2 separate regions of the Pan troglodytes genome follow, and region 1 is linked to region 2. A link is a contact called in public Hi-C data. All regions are on one chromosome and are shown on one strand. Each heading gives the region's core, a stretch centred on a gene start, on an enhancer-like site or on the middle of the called end of the contact. The rest is flanking DNA. Distances are from core to core; before and after follow the strand shown.

Region 1 (3,576 bases), core at 645-3,144, 360 kb after region 2:
ACAAAAGGACAAATATTGTAGGATTTTACTTACATGAGGCACCCAGAATAGGCAAACTCATACAGACAGAAAGTATAGTAGAAGTTACCAGGGGCTGGTAGAAGGAATAGTGGGGATTATTGTCAAACACAGTTTCCATTTGGGATAACGAACAAATTCTGGAAACGGATAATGATGATGATTTGCACAACATTGGGAATATAATTATTGCCACTGAACTGCATGATTAAAAGTGTCAAAATGGTGTTAAAAGGATTCTGTTCCTGCTTACAATTTCGAAAGCAACAGTAGCATATCACTCCCACCATAACAATGAGAAAAACCTGAATAATCTATAAAATCATAATTTTTTGGACCCACCAGAAAGCTGAAGTCACAAGGCAAACTGAGTCACAAAGTATACTGATTCAAAAGGGTAACAAGCTCCTCCAAGAAGAAATGGATCACATGAATTGCTTCAACTTTGGAAGAAGAGGTGGCACTTGTAAAAGCTGGTAAGCAGGACTGGATTTGAGCAAATGCGTGTGTGGGCATCATCCAATTGGTTGAGAGATTGATAGAACAAAAAGATTGGGAAAGGTTGGATTCCTAGCCCTGTCAGATCCTATTTCAAGTTTAGATATGTTCTTTGTCCTGGATGTTTTTGCACTCGTTTTTATCATTAAAGACATTACGTTAAAATATTACTCTGGATTCCTGAGATTTTTGGCACCCCTTTACATTTTGCAATGGAAACAAGTGCCTCACTCATCTCACCCCAGTTCGGGCCTTCCAGGGCACCTTTATAGAGAAACTGATTTTGTTCACCAAATAAAACGAAGCTAGTCTTTGCCCCAGCAGTTTGCTTTCCTAGGTAAGGAGAGATCAGATATAAAATGTAGATGTGCTCTGGATTTATTCTTGGTTGAGGATTGCACCAGGCAGCAGCAACAAAACGATTTTGATTTGCTGAGTCTGAATCTAATTGATCCACACAGGTTTCCCTTTGCTCGCTATGCTTAGGTCTGGCCTGGCCCACTGGCTTCTGACAGGGTGGCTTTTATTTTGGAAGTGTGAGGACGCACTGGACGGTCGCCACATGGGGATTTCTGGTTGAGCAGTTTTCAGAGAATGAAATCAGTTCCTTCGTGCTTTTCCTGGGAGCATTTCCTGAGCGCTAGAAAGGTTCGCCTTTCTAGGCCCAGATCGCACAAGGGGCAAGCAAAGCGTCAAAACAGCGCCCCCTGTCGGCCGCGAAGGCGTGGCGGCCCGCGGACCGGCGGACCCCGGGTCATACCAGCTGTCCGGGTGCACAGGCCCAGGGGCCCCACGACCGCGGGTGTCGGGACCGTGGGCTCCACTGAGGAGCCCACCGAATCCTTCGGCCTGGCCAGGCAGGGGGTCTTCTTGCCAGTCCGCGGAAGCCAGGTCCGGGAGACGGCGGGGCTCGCTGTGCCTCCGGACCTACACTCTGCTCGGGGGCCGGATTTCTGCAAAGCGTCCACTTGGAAAGAAGTTTCACTTGCAGGGAAGGCGGGTGTACGCAATGATGGTCCGTGTGTCCGGGATGTGAATGCCAACCAAGACTGCGTCCGTTGGTGGAGTGTGCGCGGGTCCTCCGTGAGGGTGCTTCTGGCAGTCACAGTTCACGAGTTAGCGAGAAGATGGCTGGGAGGCGGCGAGCCCCCGCTCCCGGGGCGCGCATTTCGAACTCCATAGGTATGGGTGAGTTGGTTAGCATTGGATACAAGTGCTTGTTCTTATCTGAGTACAGACACCTGGTAACCTTCGGGCCTGCAGAGGCCCCTGTGCTCCTTTGGAGAGCGCTGCAGGACGGGCTGGGTTGCATCCGGGCCTTTACCCCAGGTAGCCGGCAGCAAGTGAACTGGCCTAGATTGGCCGGCCCAGGGCACCTCCACACACAGAGCCCCGCGGCACAAGGCAGCTGTGCAAAACGGTCTCTAGAGGGGCTGCCCTCGCCCTGGTGAATGGGCAGGAAGGCGTGTGCATATGTGTGTGTGTGTGTGTGTGTTCGGGCGCGCGTTGGGGTGCAGCCGGCCGGTCGTAGGCTGCGGTGAAAGGTGGCTTGTTATTCTGGGCACCGCAAAGGGTTTCACTTCCCCTGGGTGAGCCTTCTGGGGGTGCTGTCTTGGGCAGAGCGCCAGCCCCAGCGGTACCACTGCTGGGGAGCCCGCTGGGGTCCGAGTCCGCCCACTGTGGGGCTGTTGTCTGCTCTTGCCGTTAGCCCCGCACGTTCTCTGCATTTCCCCTGGTCTCTCCCCTTTGATCTGGAGGCGCTGTTTCAACGGCTGTCAGTCTCTAGAAGGGTAAATTCGGTTCCGGTCATTCTTCCAGTGGGCCCTTATCCCTAATCCTCCCTCTCCTCTCGCCTGCTCCCTCGGAGGCGAGCTCCCTGTTTGGGGCGGTCACGGCGCCGCGGCGTACCCTGCGGGCGGAGAGGCCCACTTCGGTGGCAACCTGAGCTGGGTCCAACACTACGGTGTGTGCCCCTTGGGGAACAGTCCCTAAATCAGCGCAGGGCAGCAGGCGATCCCAAGGAGATGGGTTTGTCCAGGGGTTTGGCCTTCTAGAGAGGCATGAGGCACCCGCATCTACGTTCAGGTGAAGCTGCGGAGCTCAGTCCCTACAGACAGCCGGGCTGTCTGAGAGCAAGAGCCTTGGGCTGTGTACCTGTCATTAAATGTTCCTGGGACTAGGAACGTGCAGAGCAAGTGTGTGTGTGTGTGTGTGTGTGTGTGTGTGTGTGTGTGTGTCTGGGCTATTGAAATAACGACCTTGCCCCGGGAAAGATAACCCCAGCTGTCTAAGTGCCTAAGGAGGGAGACAGTGAACCTGCCTTCTTCAGCCATATTGGGCAGAAAGCCTTCCTGGTAGACTAGACCCACAGGATGGGACTAAGGGCCTTCGACCCCAAGCGGAACCCGGCACCCTCAGGCCTGGACATCTCTCTCTGCTCTGTCAAGCTTCCAAACCGTTTACATTCATGAATGCCTTCAAACTTGAAGGTACCCCATTGGGGCAATGAGGCCTAGATAGTGTCCAGTTACTTGCCTGAGGTTACACAGGAAGAGAGGCAGCACAGGAAACCTGGCCTCTAGCCACTCTGCCACACCAACCTCTTGGGGAAGGGCCCCAAAACACACGAGGAACCCTAGGAGACACTCTAGAGAGCCCCCTGAACAAACGCAGAGCTGTGTGGAGCCTGGAGTTTTAAATTCCTATGAAGAACAAAGCCAAGGCAGACTACAGGAGGGGCAACTGAATCCCCCACCCCCAGCTCCACATGTTGTTCTAGGCCCTGGGGAAGGGTGCGTGGAGAGATATTTCATGAGGAGGTGTGAAGGGATGGAAAGACTTGGAAAGGGGACCTGAAGCCTGAGGAGACTTGGGGACTCCTAGTTAGGAAGTGCCTTTGGAAAAGCTATGGAAAATGGGCGGAGCCCGAGACATCCTCTAAAGAGTCCGGGATAGATGGGAAGAAGGATCTAGGCTGGTGGGCATGGTAGGGAAGAAAGCAGGTATTTAGGGCAGAAGCTCTGTGCAGTAATGAGTACCATGCTTTCGCCTTTAGATCCA
Region 2 (3,227 bases), core at 500-2,999:
GTGCAATGGCACGATCTCGGCTCACTGCAACCTCCGCCTCCAGGGTTCAAGAGGTTCTCCTGCCTCAGCTTCCCGAGTAGCTGGGATTACAAGCATGCGCCACCACACCCGGCTAATTTTTGTATTTTTAGTAGAGACGGGGGTTTCTCCATTTTGGTCAGGCTGGTCTCGAACTCCCGATCTCAGGTGATGCGCCCACCTCGGCCTCCCAAAGTGCTGGGATTACAGGCATGAGCCACCCCGCCCGGCCATTCATGGGAAAATTTCAGTTTGGCTTTTATTAGGATTTTTTTAATTCTAAAAAATCCTGAAATAACTAATAATGGTCTTTAAATTGGAGAATTAGTGTTGTTTTTCTGTTCCATTCTTCCTGCAAGATACCTCTATTGATCAATTTTGCAAATACTGGTTAAGAATCAGGGTGTATCCTGATCCAAATCCCCAAATCATGCTTCGAGGAGTTGAAAGCCATTAAAACCCCAAGAAACCAAATATCTCTTTTGTTGGTCCACAAGTAGGGCTTTTATATAAGAGCCACTCTGAAGTGTCCAGCCAAGCACTTTCAGCCACCAATATATATGCATAGAAGGTAATAGTGAAAAGCACAGGTTTTGGAGCCAGACATTTCTCATTCCTTCAAAAAATATTTGTTGATCACCTTACTATATACTAAGCATTATTACTAACAATAATAACTGTTATTACTAATCCCGGCCAATGTCTTCTCATTTTCAAGATAAACCTCTCTTAGGCCGCGCGCGGTGGCTCACGCCTGTAATCCCAGCACTTTGGGAGGCCGAGGGGGGCGGATCACCTGCGGTCAAGAATTCGAAAGCAGCCTGACCAACATGGAGAAACCCCGTCTTTACTAAAAATACAAACATTAGCCGGGCTTGGTGGTGAGCGCCTGTAATCCCAACTACTCGGGAGGCTGAGGCAAGAGGATCGCTTGAACCCGGGAGGTGGAGGTTGCAGTGAGCAGAGATCTTGCCACTGCACTCCAGCCCGGGCGAAAGAGCGAGACTCCGACTCCAAAAAACAAACAAACAGAAAAACAAACAAAAAAACTCAGATATTTCTTCCTCTAATAGGACAAAGGCAGCATTTAAAAAAAATTTTTTTTATTTTTATTTTTGAGACGGAGTCTCGCTCTGTCGCCCAGGCTGGAGTGCAGTGGCACGATCTCGGCTTATCGCAAGCTCCGCCTCCTGAGTTCATGCCATTCTCCTGCCTCAGCCTCCCGAGTAGCTGGGACTACAGGCGCCCGCCACCACGCCAGGCTAATTTTGTTTTTCTATTTTTAGTAGAGATGGGGTTTCACTGTGTTAGCCAGGATGGTCTCAATCTCCTGACCTCGTGATCCGCCCGCCTCGGCCTCCCAAAGTGCTGGGATTACAGGCGTGAGCCACCGCGCCCTGCCAAAGGCAACATTTTTTCGTGTCATGATGGCTTCAGAATTTCTTTTCCTTTAGCTTGTTGCTGGAGTGGCAAGGGCAACAAGAGAACAGACGTTTTATGATGGAAGGAGTATGCTTACAAATAGGCCAAATATTTCCATTTGTTTTATTTCTTTATCTTTCCTCAAGACAAGAGAGAAAAAATTCAATCCTTAGTCTGCCAATAGACCAATAATTCCTAAGATATTGTTTACAATAAAAGTAATATGTCCTTTAAAACTAATGTTTTCTAGAATTTCAGTGGCAAACTAAGTGCGCAGTTCCTTCCTCTACTGCTAGGTGGCGATTAATGCCTTATTTAGAAAAAACAATTCTTCTCCCTGACCCCACCACACTCGCCCAGAAAAATACGTGCATTTTCTCTTCTTTACGGTAAGACTTCCCTTAAGGATAATATTCTTTTATTCCTGTTTTGTCCAAGTGAATTTACATTCACCTTTTCCTTTAATTGTTAAGAATAACACATACAAATCAAACGCATACTGCAATAACTAAGGAAGAATAGATCATATCTTTTAAAGAGGGTGGTTTCCAAACTGAGTGTATGTTCATGAATGATACAGAGTAGGAAGTTGCTATAACTTCCCTGCAGGGGTTTTTTTTTTTTTTTCAGTTTCACTAAAGAAAAATTTCCTGGCCCATGCTAACATCATGCCTAATGTGATTAATTATAAATGTAACATTATTAAATATAAAATAAAAATAGAGAAGGAAAATTATTTTAAAGACCTAAAGGCAATTTTAATGTGGTAAAATTACTTTTTTTTTTTTTTTTTTTTTGAGACAGAGTATCACTTTGTCACCCAGGCTGGAGTGCAGTGCCATGATCTCAGCTCACTGCAACTTCCATCTCCCAGGTTCAAGTGATTCTCATGCCTCAGCCTCCCCAGTAGCTGAAATTACAGATGTGCACTGCCACACCTGGCTAACTTTTGTATTTTTAGTAGAGATGGGGTTTTGCCATGTTGGCCAGGCTGGTCTCGAACTCCTGGCCTCAAGTGATCCGCCTGCCTCGGACTCCCAAAGTGCTGGGATTACAAGTGTGAGCCACCGCGCCTGGCCTAAAATTGCTTTTTAATGTGAACTATGGGAAAAACAACGAAATAATTATTCATAAAAGTAACTGAGGGGGTATAATATAAAAAAATTTTTTTTTCAGGCAATCTTTCAATATTTATTCCTAGCAAAATTACTTAAAAACTACACATAGTTCCTATGTATTTATAAGTCTAGTGAATCTGGTCTACATTTTTTTCTAAGTATGTTTAATTGTGTGTACATTGCTGTCTCCAACCTTCTTTGCCAAAAAGAATACGTGTAGTGGATGTTTGTTTTATATAAAATTCAAATATTGAATCCCTGTTTAAAGAAGACTCTCGGTTTGGGTCTTAAACTAAAGACTTTTCCCAGGCTGGACTCGATAAAGTCTAAAATCAAAAAGAAAAGCTGCTTCTGGCATTCTAGGCCTTCCCTGCATCCAGATGGCCTGTCTGTAGCCTAGCCAGAACCAAACCCTTCCTGCTGCCTTTTCAGCTGGTCTTGGATGACAGCCCCATGCTACGCCAGCTTCCATATCCCTTAACTCTTGAATGTCCAAGATTTTTAAGAAGAAGTGGGACTTCCCATGTGAATTTGGTTGAAAGGGTAAATCAAGTTTTATACTTGAAGTTTAGTTTATAAAATATTTATTCACATCACTACCACCAACCCCTTCACAGGCTTCCTCCCACAGTAGCTCAGTCAGCCAATTGGCATCAGAGGGAGCACCGT

The links. Hi-C and Micro-C count contacts between places; a contact is called where the count stands out from the background.
Region 1: a Hi-C map of blood shows a contact between it and region 2, with 6 times the contacts expected there. The contact joins two enhancer-like sites. A contact is called at or near these places in 3 of 7 Hi-C or Micro-C datasets (blood, induced pluripotent stem cells and stem cell-derived neural progenitor cells) and 1 of 1 datasets of contacts at active chromatin or transcription factors (stem cell-derived excitatory neurons).

Annotation. Positions count from the first base shown.
Region 1 is chr9:18,991,952-18,995,527 of NHGRI_mPanTro3-v2.0_pri, forward strand. No RefSeq gene overlaps it. Among named protein-coding and RNA genes, the nearest start is that of CYP2R1, 11 kb to the left of the region's middle. Within about 2 kb of position 1,895, at least 8 of the 24 cell types and tissues checked have an H3K27ac peak or open chromatin away from gene starts, as enhancers often do.
Region 2 is chr9:18,631,087-18,634,313 of NHGRI_mPanTro3-v2.0_pri, forward strand. The region is part of intron 2 of PSMA1 (proteasome 20S subunit alpha 1); the gene reads right to left. Among named protein-coding and RNA genes, the nearest start is that of COPB1, 37 kb to the left of the region's middle. Within about 2 kb of position 1,750, at least 1 of the 24 cell types and tissues checked has an H3K27ac peak or open chromatin away from gene starts, as enhancers often do.